2 separate regions of the Mus musculus genome follow, and region 1 is linked to region 2. A link is a contact called in public Micro-C data. All regions are on one chromosome and are shown on one strand. Each heading gives the region's core, a stretch centred on a gene start, on an enhancer-like site or on the middle of the called end of the contact. The rest is flanking DNA. Distances are from core to core; before and after follow the strand shown.

Evidence for each region. Hi-C and Micro-C count contacts between places; a contact is called where the count stands out from the background.
Region 1: a contact with region 2 is called in a Micro-C map of granulosa cells, with 3 times the contacts expected there. The contact joins two enhancer-like sites. A contact is called at or near these places in 1 of 39 promoter capture datasets (the 3T3-L1 cell line), 1 of 15 datasets of contacts at CTCF or cohesin (the NIH/3T3 cell line), 26 of 484 Hi-C or Micro-C datasets (the 3T3-L1 cell line, CD8 T cells, the HPC-5 cell line and 14 more), 3 of 115 datasets of contacts at active chromatin or transcription factors (bone marrow-derived dendritic cells and embryonic stem cells) and 1 of 9 other capture datasets (bone marrow-derived macrophages).

What each region holds. Positions count from the first base shown.
Region 1 is chr14:77,003,362-77,006,552 of GRCm38.p6, forward strand. No RefSeq gene overlaps it. Among named protein-coding and RNA genes, the nearest start is that of Lacc1, 32 kb to the right of the region's middle. Within about 2 kb of position 1,415, at least 28 of the 459 cell types and tissues checked have an H3K27ac peak or open chromatin away from gene starts, as enhancers often do. A contact at or near this core is called in granulosa cells, where this site is marked.
Region 2 is chr14:76,902,315-76,905,238 of GRCm38.p6, forward strand. No RefSeq gene overlaps it. Among named protein-coding and RNA genes, the nearest start is that of Gm30365, 66 kb to the left of the region's middle. Within about 2 kb of position 1,272, at least 11 of the 459 cell types and tissues checked have an H3K27ac peak or open chromatin away from gene starts, as enhancers often do. A contact at or near this core is called in granulosa cells, where this site is marked.

The DNA.
Region 1 (3,191 bases), core at 165-2,664, 100 kb after region 2:
AGCTCCGTGGGGATCATTAAAGGGTCTCAGCATTAGGAAGGTCGAGAATGAATAGGCCAGGGAGATAGCTCAGTGTATAAAGTGCTTGCTCGGCAAGCGTGAGGACCTGAATGTATTCCCAGACGTGAGGTGGAGGGACTGGGCATGGTGTCTCATGCTTCCCATCTCAGGGCTGGAGAGGCAGAGACAAATGTAGTGTTGAGGTTCAGTGGTCAGGTAGCATAGCCTTGTCAGCAAGTTCCATGCTCATGAGTGACTCTGTCTTGGAAGGAATAAGGTAGATGGCACTGGGGGAACACTTAGAAAATTTGACCTCTGACCTCTGTGACCATGCACATACGCGTGTGCGCACGAGCTCGAGCCCACACACACGACCTGCCACACCCTCCCACCTCACACATACATGCACAGTTAAATAAGAAATGAGAGAAATGGTTTTCTTGGTTGCTCAGCCCTCTGTAGATGCTGCTCATTTTCTGATTTCTTTGCAGCAGTGGATCCCAGAGATGTGATGTGCTTTTCGTCTCTCAGTTGTCTTTTCTCTTCGGGTTTCTTTGATAGTGCTCGATTTTGAATTACTTTCTCAATTTTGCCTTTGAATATTTAACACGACTGCTTATTTTATCATTGGCTGTTCTTTATCAACCTGCCCTCTGAATCTTCCTCACCATCTTCTGCCTCTAAATGCCCTAGAGCCGATACGCCATTATACATCTCAATAATGACTGCATCGGTGTCCAGATGGTCTCATTTGCTATATGACTTCAGAAGCCACCTATGTACAGAGGATTTTTCAAAAGGTCTCTACCCAGGCCCTTTCTAGTCTTCCTCTCAAGACTACCACTTTATCCTCTGATTCTCTATGTCCTTTTCTCCCTTTCTGTTTCTTCACAGCGTTTGCCCTTTGGTGGTGTCTACACAGTGCATATCTGTTCATTCACATTTACCCCATCCATTTTCCACCCAAATGTATACTCCACGAAAGCACAACTTGGTTTTATTTCTTACTTCATATCTTCACCAGACAGAACAGATTCTACTGTGCTACACATTAAGTGATCAATAAATATTTGCCAAATGAATCACTGATGTCCAAATTTGTAATAATTTAACCCCCGCTTATTTAGGTCAAAAGTATCAAGGAAGAAAGAAGTTCAACTCTCAGTGTTGTTACGGCAGGTGGTCTGAGTTAATTTGCCACAAAATACCAAAAGTCAAGAGGGCTGAACTGAGAGACACAGAGTCAAGTGTGTAAGCCAACGGCAGCAAAAATCCAGCCTAGTTCAAGAAGTTGTGGCTTGGGTTAGGGAAACAATAGAGAAGAAAGGCTGAGGCACAGTACCTCATCTTTCTATCTCTCTGGTAAAGAAAGGGAGGACAAGGGCTCTAAGCAAGGCTAACCAGTGAAAACATAGCAGAAGGACGCTTTTCAAGACCCTGGAGACCTAGCATCTGGTGTCTGCTTCCTTCTGTTCAGTATAGGATCAGAGCTGCCTGCAGCTTAATGCCCAAGCCCAATCCAGTACTGTCTAGTTTCGATAGCCAGGGAGGCTCCATGAGGAATGGAAAGATAAATAAAACACAGCTGTCTTCAGGGTGTCTGTTGACTCAAGTGAGCTGAGAAGACACAGCAGCAACGTTAGGTAACAGGCAGCGTGCTCGACAGAGCGTAGAATCGCAGCAAATCATCTCTCTAAATGAGACTTGGAGTTGTGTTTAAAATAGAGCTAGTCTCTTGAGTAGAAGAAAAAGAACAATTTCCTACTTGTTCGTTGCTTCACCTGCACAGTGTAAGGTTCATGCAGAATTATTCTTTGTTTTGTTTTGTTTTTTGAAGACATGGTCTTCTTATGTGTCCCAGGCTGACCTTGAACTTTTGACCTCTCTGCTTCCATTTCCCTAGTGCTGAATTGCATGTTTGTATGATCATCCATGCTCATTTTATGTGGTGCAGTGGATTGACGCCAAGGCTCCGTGCATGCTAAACAAACACTCTGCCAACTGAGCTACAACCCCAGCCTGCCGAATTGTTTTTGCTTCCTTCTAACACTAAATTGCAGTGATTCTCAGTTCATAGGCATATACCGTGAAGACACATGTCTATGTAGATAATAAAATCGCATTAAGTAGACACTGCTAATTTATGATCAACTGCCACAGTAAGGCTAGTTAAGCTTGAGTCTATGAGTCTATATCAGTGGCACTGGTAATTTATTCATGAGCAGTGTAAACAAATTATAGAGGGAATGCCTATCTGTTTTAAAGGACAAACTGTTTTGAAAGCATCGGAGTTCTTCTAAACAGATAGCAGAAGTGAACACCGGCTCCTCCGAAAACACAAAGTAAGATCCCGAGCTGGGAGCCCCTGAGAGAAGGGTTGGCTCTTCCAATGCTCTGACCCTCAGCTCACCTCAGAGCCCCAGGGAGCCAGAACTTGTTTTGACTAAAGGAGAAACAGAGGAAATCATCTGTAGAATCATGGGGCCAGCAGACTGCCTCCCCCTGTCAACCACTCCTGCTGTCCTCATTGCTCTGGCAGTAAGAAGTGTGTATGCAAGACAGACAACAAAGTCGCTGCAGCCAGGATTATTCACAGGTTATTATGTAAAATTCCCTCATTCCGTAAGATTTATTGAATATTTATTTGCTGGGAGCATTGCTACTCATTCCGGTGTCACCATGGATTTTCAATATCAGGAGTTTATTTAGTCTATAAAAACTCCTCAGAACATATTATAGAAATACCTTGTTACTATACAGTTAGTTTCTTTTAGGAATACTGCCTCACAAGGTCGCATGAGGACCTCCCAGGCCAATGGGGCATGACCAAAATGGAAGCTAGGGAGGTTTGGAAGTGGTAAAATTTACAAAGAGTTTTTAGGAGTGAGTCCAGAATAGCTAAGCTGAGAATAAGATACAAATTGGCATTTAAAACCCACCACCAAATGGATCGTGAGTACAGGGTGGGTAAAGGAGGACAGGAATAAGAGTCATATGACCTGTCAAATGAACAGTCATTCTGAGAGCGGACCCAAAGGCTGATCTGGATGGCTCAAGGCTGCCTGGACACGGTGGCATATAGTAATTTGAAGGCTGAAGCTGGAAGATCACGAGTTCAAAGCTACTCATGATCAACAAGCCAGGGATAGAAAGGTTTCTCTAGACACCGCCTCAAAAGAAAAGACTGCAAA
Region 2 (2,924 bases), core at 22-2,521:
TAAGATATGAATTACGTAATATTGAAAAATACTATTTTTTCTTGTAAAGCTAAGTCTATCCAAGATTTCAACGGTACAAAAGCATTTCAATAGCACTTCTAATATATTAATCACACAATGGAAAACGTACATGTTTTCAGCTGCAGCAGAAGTCAGCTACTCTCTCAAGACCACTGGGGTCGCTCTTGCGTATATTTAACAAGAGAACGACTTGATCTCTAGCACTTTGTGATGAGAGAGAATGAAGAGAGGCCTTCTCAGAGGAAGCTGGTTTTGAGTGTGATCCAGGAAAGGTCTGGGGGTGGGGGTTGTCAAATCTGATGATATATACTCATGTTATATTTTTATATACAAAATCAAAGTGATTGAAAAACAGTCTACTAATAGCACCTCGATCACTTGCTAATATTCTCACAACTCCCTGGAACAGGGGCTACAACTCGAGGTTAATAACTACGTGCTTGTTGTCAACCATTTACATTCATCAGTAAGATATTGCCCCGGTACTTCTTTTGGAAGATGGAGATGTCTGACAAATGCTGCTCTTTACTGAGAAAATCTTAGGAGGTGCTGAGAAGTTTGTAGGGACAAGGTTTTACCGTTAATGGGATAAAATAAATACTTGTACAAACACTCCAATGTCTTGGAAATTTAAATATTCCACATCTTACGTAGTGGTTATGTGTTATGCAAAGTCTCCTGGCTTGCTTTGTTTGGTAGTCAGAGTGTCTGTGAGGAAGAGGTTTTGAGATTGTTTGATGAACTAAAAGGGCACTCACTTAAGAAGCTCCTGGGAGCTTCCTGTCAGAGGAATTACCAGCCTAGCCTTATACTTCCTGCCCTAGTCTGGAATATATACTTCCTGACTAACATCTTGCCAAAGCAGAGGAACTGGTAAACTTTCATCAGCATCAGTTTGTGTGATTCCACCCTTCCCTTACAACCTAAGGATGAGGCAACTTCCTTCTCCAGCCAAACTATCCACTAACCATTTTCATTCCTCATTCCTTGCACTCAGAACTCTGTGATGCAGAACTTGGGGAAGTTTTAATGACAGGGATGGTCTGGCTATAAAAATGTCATAAAGAAATTAAGGCTGCTTAGTTAATACAGTGTGACCACTCCTACCACACACCCCCAGTCCTTTGTAGTAAGTAAAAACAAGACTCATATTGCTGGCCAATGTACCTCAAACTTTATCATGTCCAGTGCATCAAAGTCATTTGAAGAATTCATTAGAATACACTTCTTGGCTCAGTCCCTAGAGTGTATGACTCAGACTGGGTTCCAAGAAATTGTATCTCTAACAAGTTTCCAGATAGTGCTGCTGCTGCTGTTGCTGCTGCTAGCCTGAGGACCCCACCCTGGGAATCCCAGCTGATGTTAAGGTCCAGATACCTGTGAGGTAGGGCCACAGTTATCAACACAGTCTGGTTTACCTGGGACTTTCTCAGTTCTAGGACAGAAAAAAAAATTGCATATTTTAAGAACTCTCCTACTAGGGGCAAAACCTGAATATTTGATCACTCTAGGTGAGATTAATACTTCTACTTTAAGCAGAAATTTGGCCACCCTAATACTTCTGAAAAATATTTTCAAGCTGTAGTGTAACTTCATGTTTAGATTATCAATGGGATTTTAAACCAGTAGGCTTTAATCATGAATGAACTTGTGGTATCCTGCGTTAGCAGGGATAAGATTTTTTCTGATATCCCAAAGCCCTGTGTGGCCCTGATGTATATCCCCCACCTCACTTCATTTTATTAAGAATTATAGTTAGTACTTACAGGAAAAGTAAACTCACAGAGCTTATGGGTGACACGGTAGATACTCTTCCTTTAGCTCCCAGGTTCACATGACTCTTAACACCAAATTTGCATTCTTCCCAGAAGCTCTGAGTGGGTGTTTGCTACCCTGGGGCCTGAGTAAATATAGTCAAGGCTTGTATATAAAGGATGACTATTTAAAGTCACTAATTCCAAAATGGTAATGAGCATCACCATGTAAACAGAAGTATCACTGTAAGTTACTGAAATAAGATGAGAGAACCAGGAAGAGATAGAGTTATGTTCTTGAAGGTAAAGAGAAGTTATCAAAACCAATTTCACATGAATAAGAAACTTGACATGGACTAAAGCTTGGAGGAATTCATTTAGCTATAATGTGATCTCTGTACGCTATTTCAATGACCATCAATCGTTACTCACTGTAGGAAGAGTCTGCCTTCCTTCTCCTGCAGCTATTCTGACGTATCGTCTGTTCTTTCTAATTATGGGCAAGTTTCGGGTTCTGATCTTTTAGATGGATCAGGGGGTTCTGGGAATAATGCTGCCTCTATTGCTTCTTCCTACTGGGAAGCTGCTAATGGGAAAAGCTTCTTCCTCCTGGTTAGCTGTTGTGTCACCTCCTGAGCATCAGGAATGGTGTGCATCCCTTTATGAAGGAGATCCTACTTGCTCATCCCTTGGGTAGTTTAATACTAATATTTTCCTGGCTTGTGATTTTTGCCAGACCACAGAGAGGAGAAAATCTTTCTCTTTTCTCTTAGGCCTCTGACCATTGATACTTTCTTCCTACTTGGGAAAATTACCCTTCCAAACTTATCCTGTGGATTCCTTCCCATTCCTTTAAGCAGTGGTTCACAGCAAGCTTAGAGCTGTGCCTTCGTATATTTTCTTAATGTCAGTTTATGACTCAAAGAACGTTGTTCTTGTTTTCATGGCTTTGAATATACCTGGAAGCAGTGGAAGCATTTGGGAGGCTTGCTTCCAGTCTTTCCTGCAGGCTATTTTAAGTTCTTACCATTTCCACATTCAGGTGAAGGTCACAGTCTATAAAATCTCAGCGGTCACCTTTATCCTTCTGGTTTCTCTTTGGCACAATTACCAAAATGGTTTAGTTCTGTTTATTTATTGTTTCTTTTT